2 separate regions of the Mus musculus genome follow, and region 2 is linked to region 1. Evidence: chromatin contacts called from public HiChIP or PLAC-seq data. All regions are on one chromosome and are shown on one strand. Each heading gives the region's core, a stretch centred on a gene start, on an enhancer-like site or on the middle of the called end of the contact. The rest is flanking DNA. Distances are from core to core; before and after follow the strand shown. Region 1 overlaps Phf2 (PHD finger protein 2). Region 2 has its middle 51 kb from the start of Fam120aos.

Region 1 (7,707 bases), core at 3,106-5,605:
GGCCCTCAACTCTTAGATTTAGGCTTTTAAAAATTCCTATTGTTTTTTTTATTCCTGTTGGTTTTTGTTTGTTTTTGAGACAGAGTCTCATCATGTGGTCCTGACTGGCCTAGAACTTGTTTTTCAGTCAAGGCTAGCTTTGAACTCACAGAGATCCACCTGGCTCTGCCTCCTGAGTGCTGGAATCAAAGGCATGCACCTCCATGTTTGGCTTTTACATTTCTTTAAATTTAATTCATTTATTTGTGTGGTAGGGAGCACATGCCACAGTGTGTGTGTGTGTGTGTGTGTGTGTGTGTGTGTGTCTGTGTGTGTAGGTCAGAGGACAACTTGCAGAAGTCAGTTCTCTTCTACCATATGAGCCTTGGGGATTCAACTCAGATCAACTCTGGTGGAAAGCACCTTTAGGTATTCGTTTCATTGTTCTAGGTAGGATCTTGGGCTATTTATTTATTTTGTGCTGTGCTCACTGCTGTGATGAAATCCTAAGGTAGATGCCTAAAGGAAGAAAAGGTTTTGGTTCCTGGTTTTTGAGTTTTATGATGTGGTGACTTGGCCACATTTTTTAGGCTTGTGTGAGTCATGCTTCTATGTATGTTTATGTGTGTGCACACATGTGCAGGGGTGAATGTGATGGCCAGAGGCCATGTTAAGTACTTCTTCTTTCACTCTCTTTTTTATTCTTTGTTCCCTTTCTCTCTCTCTCTCTCTCTCTCTCTCTCTCTCTCTCTCTCTCTCTCTCTCCCTCCCTCCCTCCCTCCCTCCCTCCCTCCCTTCCTTCCTTCCTTTCTTCCTTTCTTCCTTTCTTCCTTTCATTTTTCAGACAGGCTTTCTCATTGGCGTGGAACTCCCTCACTTGGCAAGACTGGCCGACTGGCTGGCAAACCCCATAGACCCTCCTGCCCTCTCTCTTCTCACCAAGCACTAGGATTACAGGAATAATCCCACACTGTGGGTTTTGTTGATTAAAACAATCAACATGGGCACCGGGGATCAGAACTCAGGTCCTGGTGGCAAGAAGGGGCCATCTCCCCAGCCCCAGCTGTCCTGGTGTTTTGAGCCAGTCTTGCTGTGTAGCTTAGTCTCTCCTCAAACTCACAGTCCTTCTGACTCAGCTTCCCACAGTGTTTCTGAAGATCACCTTTGCTTGATCGAGTATCCTCCCTTGTTGAAAATCATTTGTACACACGGGTTTGTTTCTGATCCGTCACTTCTATTCCCTAGGTATTTAGATCTTTAGACTGTGCCACATGGGTTTGAGTACTGCGGGTTTGTAGTGTGTTTTGAAATCAGAAGTATGAGTCTTTATGTTTCATCCCCCTGACCCTCTTTCTTTTCAGAATTATTTTGGCTATTTGGGATCAAGTATTTAGCCCCTTGCAATCTAATGTTTAAATTGGAGGATTGACTGGTACTTTTCTGCAAAATTAAAAAACAAGGAAAAAGGAAAAGAGGCAGCTGGATTTTGACAGGGATTGCAATGTCTATAGGTTACACATTGCTCTCTTGATAGACTTAAGATTTCTGACCATGAACACTGCATCTCTCTCCACTCATGTGTGTCTTCTTCAGTCATTTGCCATGTTCTGTGGTGTCTAAGCCTTTGACTCCCTCAGTTTGTTTTTAAATATTTTGAGGGCAGTGCTTCTGTAAGTCATTCATTGATGGTGCCTGTTTGTTTTCTTTTCTCCTTCTGTGTTAGACATTGAGCCTAGGGCCTTGTGTATACTAGAAAAATACTCTACTACTGAGCAACACCCAGCACCATTTCTTGCCCTTTTAGTTATTTTCATAATCCCTTATAACATGTAGTAACTGGATTTTCAGAGTCCCTCATGTGCAGAGGGCCACCTGACCCAGCCCCCTTTGGGTTTTATGCACACGTGGTGTGGCACACCCATATGCTGAGTACACAATCTATACCCTCATACCTTTGGGTTGCCATCTTCTTTTGTGACCATCAGCTTTTCTGAGTCCCTGTGCCAGATGCAGGGTTTGGGAATTTCTGTATGTGTGGGACTCCTCTTGTATCATGTGTACTGCCCTCTTGAGCAGCTCTCCACCTCCTTCCTTGTATCCTTTCCCCTCATCACCATCCTCCTGGTGCTTGATTTTGGGGCTGAAGCCATGTTGGGGACCCCTGCCCTCAAGACTTAGGCTGGTGGTGTTTTGGAGCTGCACCAGGTGCTCCATGCAGGTGCTCCATGCAGGTGCTCCATGCAGGTGCTCCATGCAGGCAGTGTGTGGCTTCACCAGTGTACCGGCTGAGAGCTTGGTAGGTTACTCCCTTTAGGTGGACAAACAAGCTAAAGCTTAGTGGGTTCAGATGGCCTGGTCAGCACAACAGAGTACATGCAGCAGGTATGTCAGGTCCCTGCCATAGTGTGCCTCTAGCCACCAATAACAGTGACGGGAGACCCTAGGGCTGAGCGCAGGATCCCATCAGGCAAGGAAGAGGACACTAGAAACATTATGGAGAGGTGGTGCCAGGAGTCAGAGCTAGGCAAAGCCTAGTTGTGTTGGCCCAAGAGGCTGTAGAAGTGCTACAGGGGCAGGCCTAGACATGACTAGAGATGGTTTTTTGAGGGGGAGATGTTCAGGGATCCAAGGACCTTCCAGGGATTCCAAGTCCTGAGCTAAACTAGTCTTGGTTCCCTTCTCATCTCTTCTGTGCTTCTTTAAGGTTAAAGGCTCAGTTGAGGATAGGGAAGGAGCTACCTGACCAGACCGCCTTTGATGGAGAGACAGTGAGAGTATAGATGCTACAGGGGCAGGACACGGAGAACGGCTGCCCAAACTGTCTGTCTGTGTGAGGTACAGGCTTCCCTGCCATACAGGAACTAACAGGACAGTAGCCCAGATTTGGTATGTGTGCTGGATAGGGCTGTGTCCTCAGGAGTTCTCTCTGGGTGTGTGCTTCCAGAGCTGGTCCCACACGTGGTCCATTTGGAGTGTGGAGTGCAGGATGGGTAGCCCTGGTGGAGAATATAAGGCCCTACTTACTCTTATACACAATACTGGGCCAGGCAGAGGCCAATGTTCAGGCAAGTGTGAACATTTGAATGAGGGCCACTCTGCCCCACCTGGGCTGCCAGGCTGTAGCAAAGACCCTGGCCCAATACTCTAACAGTGTGGTGGTGGTAGTGACCTCTGCAGCAGATGAGCATTCAGACTGAAGACCTGTGTGGCTCAGTGATGTTGGCTCTCCATTTTCCTTCCCCTTAGGAAATCCCGTTAGGCAGTTTTTTGCATCCCTGTGAGACTTGGACAAGCATGCAGGGCAGGTGGGAGATACTCATGGGAATGCAGGTTGGCTACAAGGCCCTGTTGTGGGACAGCGGGACCTTTTGGCGAGCCCTACCCCATGACTGACTGGCATAGCTGGGAAAAGAACAAACGCTGACTCGGAATCTAGGCCTGTCTCTTTATGGAAAGAACTGGGAACTGGAGTTCTGAGACCCTTGCTGTCCCGGGACAGTCGAGAATCTGTACTTTGAGCCAGTCTGTCTTCGAGAACACACTGAGGAAGGGATGCACATTCCTCTAGTGTGAAGACCTGTCACCGTGAGTGCCTCTGCTGTCTCTGCCTCAGAGTGGACAGAATTCTGCGACCCTCCACCCAGCTGCCTGTGACAGGTGCTATAGGACCGCCCCCTGGGAGCAGCCTTTCCTGCTCATGCTTTGCATGTGGCTCTGGCCACCTCTAATGCTGCCCTGACCTTGCAGCAACTCCCTAGTGGCCCTTGGGTAGGAGACTGCTCAGAAGAAACCAGCCAATCAGGCCCCCTGAATCATAGCCCCACTGCTGGTGCTGACAAAATCAAATGCTGGAGGGCAGTCTGTGAGAAGTCCCTGCCACCTTGGCAGGCCTGGAGACTACACATTGTGCACAGTGGTTCCTGACCCACAGCTGCACACAAGCATCTGCACAGGCCATGCTTAGAGTCAGGAGGCAGAGTGGTAACTTGGCACCTTATCTGTCTGTCTGTCTAGGTAGCCGCATTTCCTGGATCGAGGAGGGATGACAGCCTGGGTTGAATGGTAGAGGCTCAGGGAGAGCAATAATGCCCCAGTAGCAGAGAGATCACCCAGGAAGATGTCTCCTCCTGCCATCCTGTGTGCCCTTTTGGAAGGTCTGAGCCTGCCAGGCCCCATTCCTGCCTTGAACCCACCAGTGTTATTTGGAGAGTGGAGACTGTAGCTGCCTTTGGCATTGAGGCTCTCGTGGTACAGTGTGACCCACTTGCCCCAGCCTGTGTGTGACTGACCCGTGGTCTCCCAGCACTCTTCTGTCACTGATGCCTGCCTGGCCTCCTGGGTCTGTCCCCTGCCTGTTGGGGGTTGTGATCGGGCCTTGGCATTGTGCTGTCCGGATTGGAGCTAACCCAGCAGTTTGGCAATTTCCGTGGTGATTCCCTATGGCCTGGTAGCAGTCTTCTTTTTGAGCCTTATCTATCCCATTCTGAGCCACAGCTGGAGTGGGTCCCAGCAGCCCTGCAGGATAGAGGGGGGCAGCTCTGGGTATGCTCGTGTCAGACCTGGAGAACTCAGCTCTAGTCTGGAGCTGTGAGAAATGACTGCTTGGAGACCAGAGAGATTACTCAGTGGTTGAGAACTTGTGCTGTTCTTGCAGAGGACCCAGCACCCATGTTGGTGATTCATGATCACTTATAACTCCTGCTCCAGGACATCCAACACCATCTTCTGGAATCCATGGGCATCTGTGCTCACGTACATGCCCACACAGAGAGACAGGCACATATAAGTTTAATTTTAAAAAAACAGATACAAATCTAATAAGAACCAAAGCAAGAAAGACAGAAGGAAGGGTATATGGACTGCCTGGGCCAGATGCGGCCCTTCTCAACGTTTGACACAAAGCCAGGCAAGTTTGAGAATAACTGAGTGTCACAGGAGCAGAGCCAGCCAGCTAGACTGAAGGCTTTCCCCTTTCACCTCTTGAATGCTAATGCTTAATGAGGCCCTGAAGGCAGTCCTGGGAGTGGCCTAATGGGATTTACGGTCAGGGATATCCTTGGCAACTTGTGGATCTGTTAGGGTACTGAGAGCATGAAAGTGCTTTCAGGGGCCCTGGACCCCAGGGCTGGAGCTTTTGCCTTGCACCTCCTGCCCCTCGAATCTTCTTTCAGTTCCTCTCACAAGCACCATATCATCTGCAGAGCTGGGGAAGGATCTGAGAGCAGGTTCAAGTGTGGAGGCAGCAGCTTTAAACAGAGCATTTGTGTTCAAGGTGAGAAACTTTCTAATAATTGAAACTGGCCCCCAGGGGAGCCCATGTAGAGAAATGATGTCTGTGGTAAACAAGGGCTGCTCGGTTTTGTGCTGCTGATGTTCTGGACTGCAGACTGTTCGGGGGTGGGGCCTGGCCTGTGCACTGTAGTCTGTGTAGTCCTGGTCTCCATCCTGCAGATGCCGGGGCCGGGGGGGGGGGGGGGCGGGGGGACGACACACCTCGAGCTGCGATAAACTAAACACCTTCAGCCATTACCACGTGTTCTGAGGCACGCACAGCAGCATCCAGTGACAGGCCAAACCCCAGCCCAACGCATTCTCTGTCACCTTGAGCCTCTGCAGTGCTGCCTGCTCAGTAGAGACTGAGCCTGGCCACTTCAGTGCATGCTGGCAGGTGTGTGGAAGGATACAGCACCTCAGGTCGTCAAATGAGCACAGGCCATGCTGATTTTCCTATATCCTGGCAGTTGAACGTTTGATCTCTCAGTTGCTATAGTTTTACTCTGCGGTTGCTGAGTACTTCCATTCATTCAACGTTCAAATCCTTCTTCCCCAGAGCTGTGGCATCCTACCCACAGTCGAATCTTTTCTCATGACACAGAAGCAGCAGGCTCCACCTGAATGTCGTTTGGGAAGAGCACCCTTGTCTGGGCTACCTGTTTCTACCTGTTCATTGTGTCCCTTCTTTGTTTGAACCCTGCCCGCTGCAAGGTCAAAACACGATTGTTCTTTTAAAAATCCTATCCAATTTCCACCTTTCTCTTGCTAAGACTGGGTCTCTTGTAGTCCAGGCTGGCCTTGAACTCGCCCTATAGTGAGTTGAATTTTTTTTTTTTTCCTGGCCCTTCTGCCTTTGCCTCCCAAGAGCTGAGATTAAAGGCAAGTGCCATCAGGCCCCAAGCATGCAAAACCAGCTCTCAGCCAGCTGAGACACAGGCAGGCCCTTGTACACTTTTAAGGTCAGAGTTGCTTTAGATTTGCAGAAAAGCTGTGTGCACAGCACTCAGTTTCACTGAATGTTTATACCCTCCATCCCCAGGATAGGAGCCACACTGATCACTGTCACCCATGCTGGGCTTGCTCACTCCATAGCCCTCTTCATAGGCTCTCTTTCTGCTAACACCACCCTGGAAGCTAAATTGTTCTGGTATTCTCTGCCCTTCTGGCTGTCATGGTGACCTCCTTGTCTCTTTCAAATGTCCTATGACTCTGGAAGGTGAGACAGCTGTGTGGGCTGGATTGAAGAATCCCTTTGACTTTGAGGGGCTGCTTCCCTCCAGGTAGCCTAACACACCTGTGTGACACCTTGACAGCTCATGGGGCCACCTTAGACCATCCAGGTGGTAAGCTGCTGTGGCCAGAGGAGGGATCCAGTGGCACTTGGTGGGTATCATGGTGCTGCCATGGTGTGCATGACAGGTACACACACACCCCTGATCTGCTGAGATGCAAGTCATGAATCCACTCTCTCCCCTGTAAGCGCCTGGTCCTACCAGTGGCCATGATGACAGTTTATGGGCCTAGGTAATTTTCCTACTCAGTTTCTTGTGCATCTCACTTTCTAGACAGGAGAGGAATTAATTAACTCTGTGGATCTGTGGTGTCTCATGTGGTCAAAGTTGGGCTCTAGGACACTTTGGTTTGGCTGCAGCTCTCCTTTGGGTGTAAATTTACTGTGCCACAGGACCTAAAGCCTGCACCCTCTGAACCAGATGCTTGGGCAGGGGATGAGCAGTAGCTGTCTTTGGAGCATTTGGTCCAAGCTTCACTTGTAGCAAGTGGGAAACTGTCACGCTACAGGAGGTTAGGCTGTGAGGACTAGAGTCCTTGCCACCTCTTGTGGCTTAGTGGTCCTTACAGAGTCGTGCTTCGCTGAAGGAAATCAGTGTAACAGAATTGAGCTTTCATCGGAGAAGACCTCAGACCTCAGGCAGGCAGGTTTGGTGGCTGCCCTGGTCTGCCTGGCTGCAGCCATCAGACTGTGTTGTACCCCCTGCCTTCTGCCTTGCTGGGGACCTTGCAAGTAGCCTGGTTTTGAGATTGTTCCTTGTCTGCAGTGAGGCTGGGGCTCTGGATTTGGGGACACAGGGAATACTGATACTCTTTACTCTGTTCTGAGTTTACCTCACTTCCTGTGACCCTGGCATCTCCATGTTAGGATGTTTGCATTGATGTTGGAGCTCTGGGCTTGGGGACACAGGGACCACTGGAAGCCCCCAGTCTGTCTGGATTCCCCTCACCTCCCACAGCCTTGGCATCTCTACTTTTGAATGTTTGGGTCTTTACCCAGTGGTCCATGCATCAAAACCTTGGCTTCAGCTTTAGCTCAGAGTGTCCTCATTTTAGGAGATTCTCAGTCCTGTCACCTTGTGATGGGTGACAGGTGGGGGCTCTGTGAGTACCACTCTGGTAATGCATTCCCATGGGAACAGCTCCTCTGATTAGAAATTACAC
Region 2 (7,707 bases), core at 1,917-4,416, 160 kb before region 1:
ATCTGTAATGAGATCTGATGCCCTCTTCTGCTGTGTCTGAAGACAGTTACAGTGTACTTGTTTATAATAATAAATAAATCTTTGGGCTGGAGCAAGCAGAGGTCCTAAATTCAATTCCCAGCAACGACATGATGGCTCACAGCCATCTGTACAGCCATAGTGTACTCATATAATAAATAAATAAATAAATAAATAAATAAATCTTTAAAATAATAAATAAATAAAACTTTCAAACTATTAGCTTCTGGAATTTTCCATGTGATATTTTCTGACTGGAATTGAACACAGGTAACAGAAACCATGGAAACCAAGGATAAATGGGGAAGCTATTAACAAAGCCAAATCTAGAGGCAGCATGGGAGAGATGGGACTCTGAATGATATAGAAAAACCCCGAAGGATGGAAAGCAGACGATTTTTAGGTAGTGCACTGTCTAGAGACAGGAGTGTGTGCTGTTAGGAAAAGATGTTGTCAATGCAGCCATTTGCAGAAGTCCCTCCATTGCCTCCCTATGCTGTGCCTTCTAGAATCAAGCAACAGCCACACAATGCCAACCTATCTGGGGAAACACAGCTAACTGGTCACAGAAGGTCAGTAGCTATCAACCGGGAAGGTTGGGGGACAGGGGTCATGTCAGAAAGGCAGCTGGGAAGAGCCCCAGTTCCTCTGTCTCTTCTGTAAACAGTAGGCACAGGATCACCCACTACCCATTCTGTCAGCTTGTTGGCCAACAGGTGTTCAGTCATGTAAAAGTTTCTTTTAGGGCTGGTGAGATGGCTCAGTGGGTAAGAGCACCCGACTGCTCTTCCAAAGGTCTGGAGTTCAAATCCCAGCAACCACATGGTGGCTCACAACCATCTGTAACAAGATCTGACGCCCTCTTCTGGAGCGTCTGAAGACAGCTATAGTGTACTTACACATAATAAATAAATAAATCTTTAAAAAAAAAAGTTTCTTTTATTCTCCTGGTAATAATTGTTGTCTACCGGGCAGTGGTGGCGCACGCCTTTAATCCCAGCACTGTCTGTTTCCTTCCCAGATTAACCATAGACGTTTGAATGTGAATCGAAGAAGGAGCTGGTCTGCTGAGCAGCTAGCAGACTACAAAGGCTGAGGGAAGATGACGGTTTATTTGGCCAAAGCAATGGCATACACTGAGCCAGGCACATGGAGGCCATTTTGTTATGGTAGTGGGGTGTGTTTATGTGTATTTGTATTTGTGTAGAAGTGGGAAGTGTAGATCTGTGTGTCTCTGTAGGTCAGTGTATGTATGTCTGCTTGCAGAGAGATGTGTGTGGTAGTTCGGGACACTGGAATTCTCTGTGTACCTGTGTATATCTCTTTGCATGTCTGTTGTTCCGACTAAATATTACACTATAGCTATTCTACTGTCAAGGTAGATCACACAGATAGGTATGTGGTTGTGTTGTGAATTGAATGTGCTACAAGTTTAAACTTTCATTTTTAATTTTTAAAGTTTATTTTATGTATGAGTGTTCTGCCTGTATATTATGTACCGTGACAGTGCAGTGCCCACAAAGGCCAGAAGGGGGTGCTAGATCCCATGGTTGTGAACTACTATATGGGTGCTAGGAATCACTGGTCCTCCCGGTGGAACAGAGGTTGTGAGTGCTCTTAACCTCTGAGCCACTTCTTCCAGGCCCCAAACTAGCATTTTAAAGAGTCAACAATTTGTGATACACAGAGAAGTGTAGAGCCAGGACTTCAGGTTAAAATAAATGTTCTTTTCCTGACTCACACACTTGATAATTAATTCTTTTGTTGGTTGTTTGTTGGCTTTTTTGAAACAAAGTTTCTCTATGATGTGGCCCTGGCTGTCCTGAAACTCACTCTGTAGAACAGACTGGACTCCAACTCAGAGATCCACCTGCCTCTGCCTCCTGAGTGCGGGGATTAAAGACGTGCAACACCACTAGCCAGAAAAAACAAGTTCTTTATTTTAGAAATTGTTTTTTTGAATAACCCAGTTTGTGCTCCCCACATACCCATGGGGATGGGACATGCACTGGAGCATGATCAACCTGCCAAGCACAACAGCCTTAGAGAAAACTGTCTCGAGTCAGGCGGTGGTGGAACATGCCTTTAGTCCCAGGACTCAGGAGGCATGAGGCGGTGGATCTCTGAGTTATGGACCAGTTTGTTCTGCCGAGCTAGTTCCATGACAGCCAGAGAAAATACCAAAAACAAACGAACGAAGGAGGGGGAGGAGGAAGAAAAGGAGGAGGGGGAGGAGGAAGAGAAAAGAAAACTGATCCTCCTCCAGCAGCCATTAACTGTCAATAGTGCCTCAGTTAAGGGTCGGGGCACATCCTCAACCTTTATATTTTGATAAAGGGCTGCTCACTGAATCTCAGTAATTCAGCTGGACTGGCTGACCAGTGAGCTTCAGGGGCCTCCTTGTTTGTGTCCACCTAAGTCTGGGGTTACAGGCATGCATGGCCATGCCTATATTTTTATGTTTTTATGTGGGTCTATGATCCAAACTCAGGACCTGTGACTGCTGGCTCAGTAGTTTAAGCATTTAGTGCACCTGCAGTGGACTCAGGGTCAGTTTCCAGATCCACGTGGTGGCTCACCACTGTCTGTAACTTAAGCTCCAAGAGAGCTACCCGCTCTTCTCCAGGTATGCATGAGGTGCACATACATATGTGCCAGCAAAACATACACATAAAAAAAATCTAAAAATAAAATTGTAAGCAGGATTAAGAAATAGAAGACGGATTAACAATAGAATGTTCTTCCAGTGACTTTGATATATATTTGTGTGAATTAGGTCGAGAGATAAGCTATATCTCTTCTATCTAATAAAGACTATAGTAAATAAGGAAATAAGTAAACCAAATACTCTCAGGCACCCAAGAGCTTTAACCTGTGCTATAAGTACCCCTGAGGGAGTAAGGGTGTGGTGGGCAGGGTGCGCGTCAGAAGGTTTGGAGTGGCAGCTGTCACTCAGAATAGCCTCCAGGTCACAAGGCTCTTGGAAGCTGCAGAGTGTGTGGCCCTAAGGCAGCCAAGCCCCAGCTGTCCCCAGCAGCTGCCATGCTCAGCAGTGGGGGAAGGGCAGCCATGTGCCTCTGGGGCTTAGCACACTCCTGCCCCTCATGGTGCTCCCTGGCCAGCTCTCCCACAGGCCACCTCTGCTATAGCTGCGACCAGGACTTGCAGAGTCATTGCTGAGACCTGATATGGAGGAGACTCTGACTGCCAAGGACATTAATAGGACAATTGACAAAATGCAAATGGGTTCCGAGAACCAGGTGTTCGTGACTTAGCACTGTGAATCTCTTGACTGTTTTAAATAGTAGGAGAAAATGTCCTTGTGTGGGAAAAACAGGTATTAAGTATGCGGGATCAGGCAGGGGTGTCTTGTCAACAAGTTATTTTCAAGTGACTTGAGACAAGCTTACTAAAAATTTGCTTCTGGGGGCTGGTGAGGTGGCTCAGCGGTTAAGAGCACTGGCTGCTCTTCCATAGCTCAATTCCCACCACTCACCTGATGGCTTACAACCATCCATAAAGGGGTCTGATGCCCTCTTCTGGTATGCAGGTACATGCAGACAGAATACTCATACAATTTAAAAAAAAAATGCTTCTGGCTACTCTGCAACTTCATAATTGTTTCAAAATAAAAGACAAAAATCATAGCCGGGCGTGGTGGAGCACACCTTTAATCCCAGCACTCAGAAGGCAGAGGCAGGTGGATTTCTGAGTTCGAGGCCAGCCTGGTCTACAAAGTGAGTTCCAGGACAGCCAGGACTATACAGAGAAATCCTGTCTTGAAAAACCAAAACCAAAACCAAAACCAAAAACAAACAAACCACCACCACCACCACCACCACCACCAACAACAACAACAAACTTTCAAAGGTCCTGAGTTCAATTCCCAGTAACCACATGGTGGCCCACAATCACCTGTAAAGGGATCTGATGCCCTCTTCTGGTGTGTCTGAAGAGAGCAATGGTGAATAATTAACTAAATAAAATAAATAAATAATTCTTTTTTTAAAAATCATTCCATAGATGCCCTACATGTAAACGCATAGTCACATAATGAAACGTGGCTGTATCAACCCATTAAGACAAATAGTGTGCCAAAATATTGGTGCAGAGATGTTGTAATACTAAAAATGAAAAATCAGTTTACAAAACCCTTATCTTTAAATTTTCCTTTCCATAGCAGCCGGTTTTTCTTGGCGGTGACCAAACACTTGACAAACAAATCAGAGGAGGAAGGGGTTTGGCTTGCAGTTTGAGGATCTTCTGTCCATCACGGACGGGAATGCGTTACAAGTGGTGGCACCATGGTGGCCAGAGAGTAACTGAAGCCTCATACCTTAGAACAGGAAGTAGAGAACAGACAGGAAGTGGGCCCGAACAATTCTCCTTAACTACCCCTAACAGCCAATCACAGGCCACAAAGCCTTTCATTCCCCTTTGCCCATCCCCTTCCCTGTTCTGTAACTACCCCAGCCTATGAGTGGACTGCAAGCTCTGGGGGTCCTAGACTTGAGAGTGTGCCTCCATAGTCTCTCCCTGGATAAACCCCAGTCTCCAGGAGAGCAGCCTTTGCTCCTGTCTCTTTTTCTTCTGGCTAATTTTACAGTTATTATTTATTTCCAAATCTTGAGATTATGGGTATTGGCATCAGGACCTCTGAAACCTGTGACATCACATAGGTGGGACCCGCAGACCTGTTGCCAAGACAACAGCCACTATATTCCCAGAATCCACTTGGCTCACCTCCCACCTTTACCTGTGTTATGTCATTACCCATATACATAAAGAAAGCCCCTCCCCTGATCTCTCTCTCTCTCTTCCCCCCTTCTCTTTCTGCCACTACCTTGTCCCTCTCTCTCTCAATAAACCTCTTACACATGGAACTGTTATGGCCTGGTGTGCTAGGTTCAGACTCGAGCCACTATTATAACACATCAATGGGTGTTCTTTGGCTTGTTTCCTTGTTTGTTTCTCTTGGCTATTGGTATTTCCTAAATTTTCTTTCTTTTTTTAATCTATTTTTTATGTATATGATTGTTTTGCCTGCATGTATGTCTGTGCCCTATGTGTGTGCCTGGTATCTGCAGATGCAAGAAAAGGCTATCAGATCCCCTAGATCTGGAGTTACAGTCAGTTGTAAGGTACCATGTAGATGCTGGAAAGTGAATCCAGGTCCTCTAGAACAGTCAGTGCTCTTACCCACTGAGCCATCTCTCCATCACTTTCCTAAATTTTCACAATGAAGAGGTATATGCCTAATTTGAGTGTGTGTGTGTGTGTGTGTGTGTGTGTGTGTGTGTGCATGCGGGAATCAAACTCAAGCATTTGGTGAAGTGACACCATAACCAAGAAAACTCATAAAATGAAGCATTTAATTGGGGATTACTTACAGTGTCATAGGCTTAGTCCGTGACCATCATACACTTGCTGCAGGGAGCAGGGCAGCAGACAGGCAGGCATGGAACTGGAGCAGTAACTGAGACCCTATATTCAGATCCACAGGCAGCAGGCAGAGAGTGAGCCAGATTGGACAAGGTGTGGGTTTTTGAAACCTCAAAGCCCCTCCTACTCCCAGTGACACACCATCTCCAAAAAGGCCATTACCCCTAATCCTTCCCAAACAGTTCCACCAAGTGGGGATCAAATATACGAACATCTGAGCCTATGGAGGACATTCTCATTCGAATCACCACAGGAAGGAAGTACCCCACACTGAAAGACACCCCAGACCATATGTGGTGGTTCAAATATGCTTGGCCCAGGGAGTGGCACTATTTGGAAGTGTGGCCTTATTGGAATAGGTGTGGCCTTGCTGGAGAAAGCATCTTACTGTGGGGGTGAGCAATGAGACCCTCCTCCTACTCATGTGGGAGCCAGTCTTCTCCTAGCAGCCTTCAGTTGAAGATGTAGAACTTTTGGCCCCTCCTACACCATGCCTGCCTAGATGCTGCCATGCTCCCACCTTGAAGATAAGGGACTAAGCCTCTAAACCTATAAGCCAGCCCCAATTAAATGTTATGCTTACAAGAGTTGCATTGGTCATGGTGTCTGTTCATAGCTGTAAAACCCTAACTAAGACGGTATAGTAAAAAGAAATCTTATTTATAGACATTATGTTTTCAGGCCAATTATAGATCCTCAAACTTTTTTTTTTTCTGGTGGGAGAAAAAAAATAATTCTATGCTTAAAGTATATAAATTAGGGGCTGGAGAGATGGCTCTGCGGTTAAGAGCACTGACTGCTCTTCCAGAGGTCCTGAGTTCAAATCCCAGGAACCACATGGTGGCTCACAACCACCCGTAATGAAATCTGATGCCCTCTTCTGGTGTGTCTGAAGACAGCTACAGTGTACTTACATATAATAATAAATAAATCATTTATTTAAAAAGTATAAAAATTAGCTGAGAAATTAGCTAAGCATGTTCATGCTTTTAATCCCAGCTCTCAGGAGGCACAGGTAGCCAGATTTCTGTGAGTTCAGGGCTACATAGTGAGACTGTCTCAAAAAAAAAAAAAAAAAAAAAAAAGGAAAAGAAGAAAGGATAATATTAAAGATAGGTTAATTTAAAAGATAGGTTTTTAGAGTTGAACTAAATGATTATTCATTTTAATGTATACAAGAAGACTCATTCATGAGTTAGCCTCTGCTCCCTTTCTTATTTGTTGCCCCAAATGCAAGCTGTGTAGCTGACACGTGACTTCACAGTTGGTGGCACTTGGAAAAATAAGCCAAGCCTGCTGAGCGATCCAGGCATGACAGCTTCAAGCTGTAAACCATGTATATCCCAGACACAAGAGAACCAGGGCTGCCTCAGGCTCTGAGCTTGCTGACTGAGAGGCCCTCAAGGGTGGTGGGCAGGGAGGGGACTCATGGGTTGAGGCTGCGGGCATCACTAATGCAGCGGCTGGCGTATCCCCAGAAGCGGGGGCAGGGCAGGCACCAAGACTAAGCTGGCCTGGAAACTGGCCCACCAGATGGAAAGCGCGCGTCACACCGCGCCTCTCCCGGACTAAAGGCTCTTTATTCACAAGACAGCCTGGCACTAGGAACACCGTATTCATTTTCTTGTAGCTGCCCCGTCACACGTGCCAAGAGAGAATTCATGTCTCACAGCACGCAGACTGCCATGTCTTCGTGTTTAATTTTCTTCCAAATTCCCTCGCCTCCTGTATCTGGACAGCCAGGAGAGCCCCTGGAGGCGATGCTTTAAGAACGTGCACTTGACAGAGAGACACATTTCCCCTTCGCGTATGAAGGTAGAGTGCTTTGCGTCCTTCCTCTTCAAAGCGGAGATCCATTTCTACAGTGTGCTGTGCCAGCAAAAGCCGCGCTTTTAATACAACGAAATCCCTCCCTCCCCCCCAAAAGCACTCTGAGCTCTGGAAAAAGGAATGATTCTACCACCAGTGAGCCACACAGGCACCGTGTGTTTCACACAGAAGGCTCCAAGGCCTGCAGCACAAATACCACCTCCTTGAGCGTTTCCAGTTAAGGACTCGAACAACTCGAACCCTACGGGCCTCAGCTGCAAAAAAAAAAAAAAAAAAAAAAAAGCAACTGTCTGGGCTGGAGATACAGTTCACCAGTTAGGATGCTTTGCTGTTCTTGTAGTTCTGGGTTTGGGTCCCTGGCATCCACATCTGTAACACACAGCCAATGAACACAAGCACGCACGGAGCCCAGACACA

What was found. HiChIP or PLAC-seq counts read pairs in DNA pulled down with a chosen protein or histone mark.
Region 2: a contact with region 1 is called in an H3K27ac HiChIP or PLAC-seq map of embryonic stem cells, with 2.9 times the contacts expected there. The contact joins two enhancer-like sites. A contact is called at or near these places in 1 of 15 datasets of contacts at CTCF or cohesin (large pre-B cells), 2 of 484 Hi-C or Micro-C datasets (embryonic stem cells and stem cell-derived neural progenitor cells), 21 of 115 datasets of contacts at active chromatin or transcription factors (double positive thymocytes, embryonic forebrain, embryonic hindbrain and 8 more) and 3 of 9 other capture datasets (adipose tissue, embryonic stem cells and liver).

What each region holds. Positions count from the first base shown.
Region 1 is chr13:48,854,954-48,862,660 of GRCm38.p6, reverse strand. The region is part of intron 1 of Phf2 (PHD finger protein 2); the gene reads left to right. Among named protein-coding and RNA genes, the nearest start is that of Phf2, 12 kb to the left of the region's middle. Within about 2 kb of position 4,355, at least 78 of the 459 cell types and tissues checked have an H3K27ac peak or open chromatin away from gene starts, as enhancers often do.
Region 2 is chr13:49,015,745-49,023,451 of GRCm38.p6, reverse strand. No RefSeq gene overlaps it. Among named protein-coding and RNA genes, the nearest start is that of Fam120aos, 51 kb to the right of the region's middle. Within about 2 kb of position 3,166, at least 40 of the 459 cell types and tissues checked have an H3K27ac peak or open chromatin away from gene starts, as enhancers often do.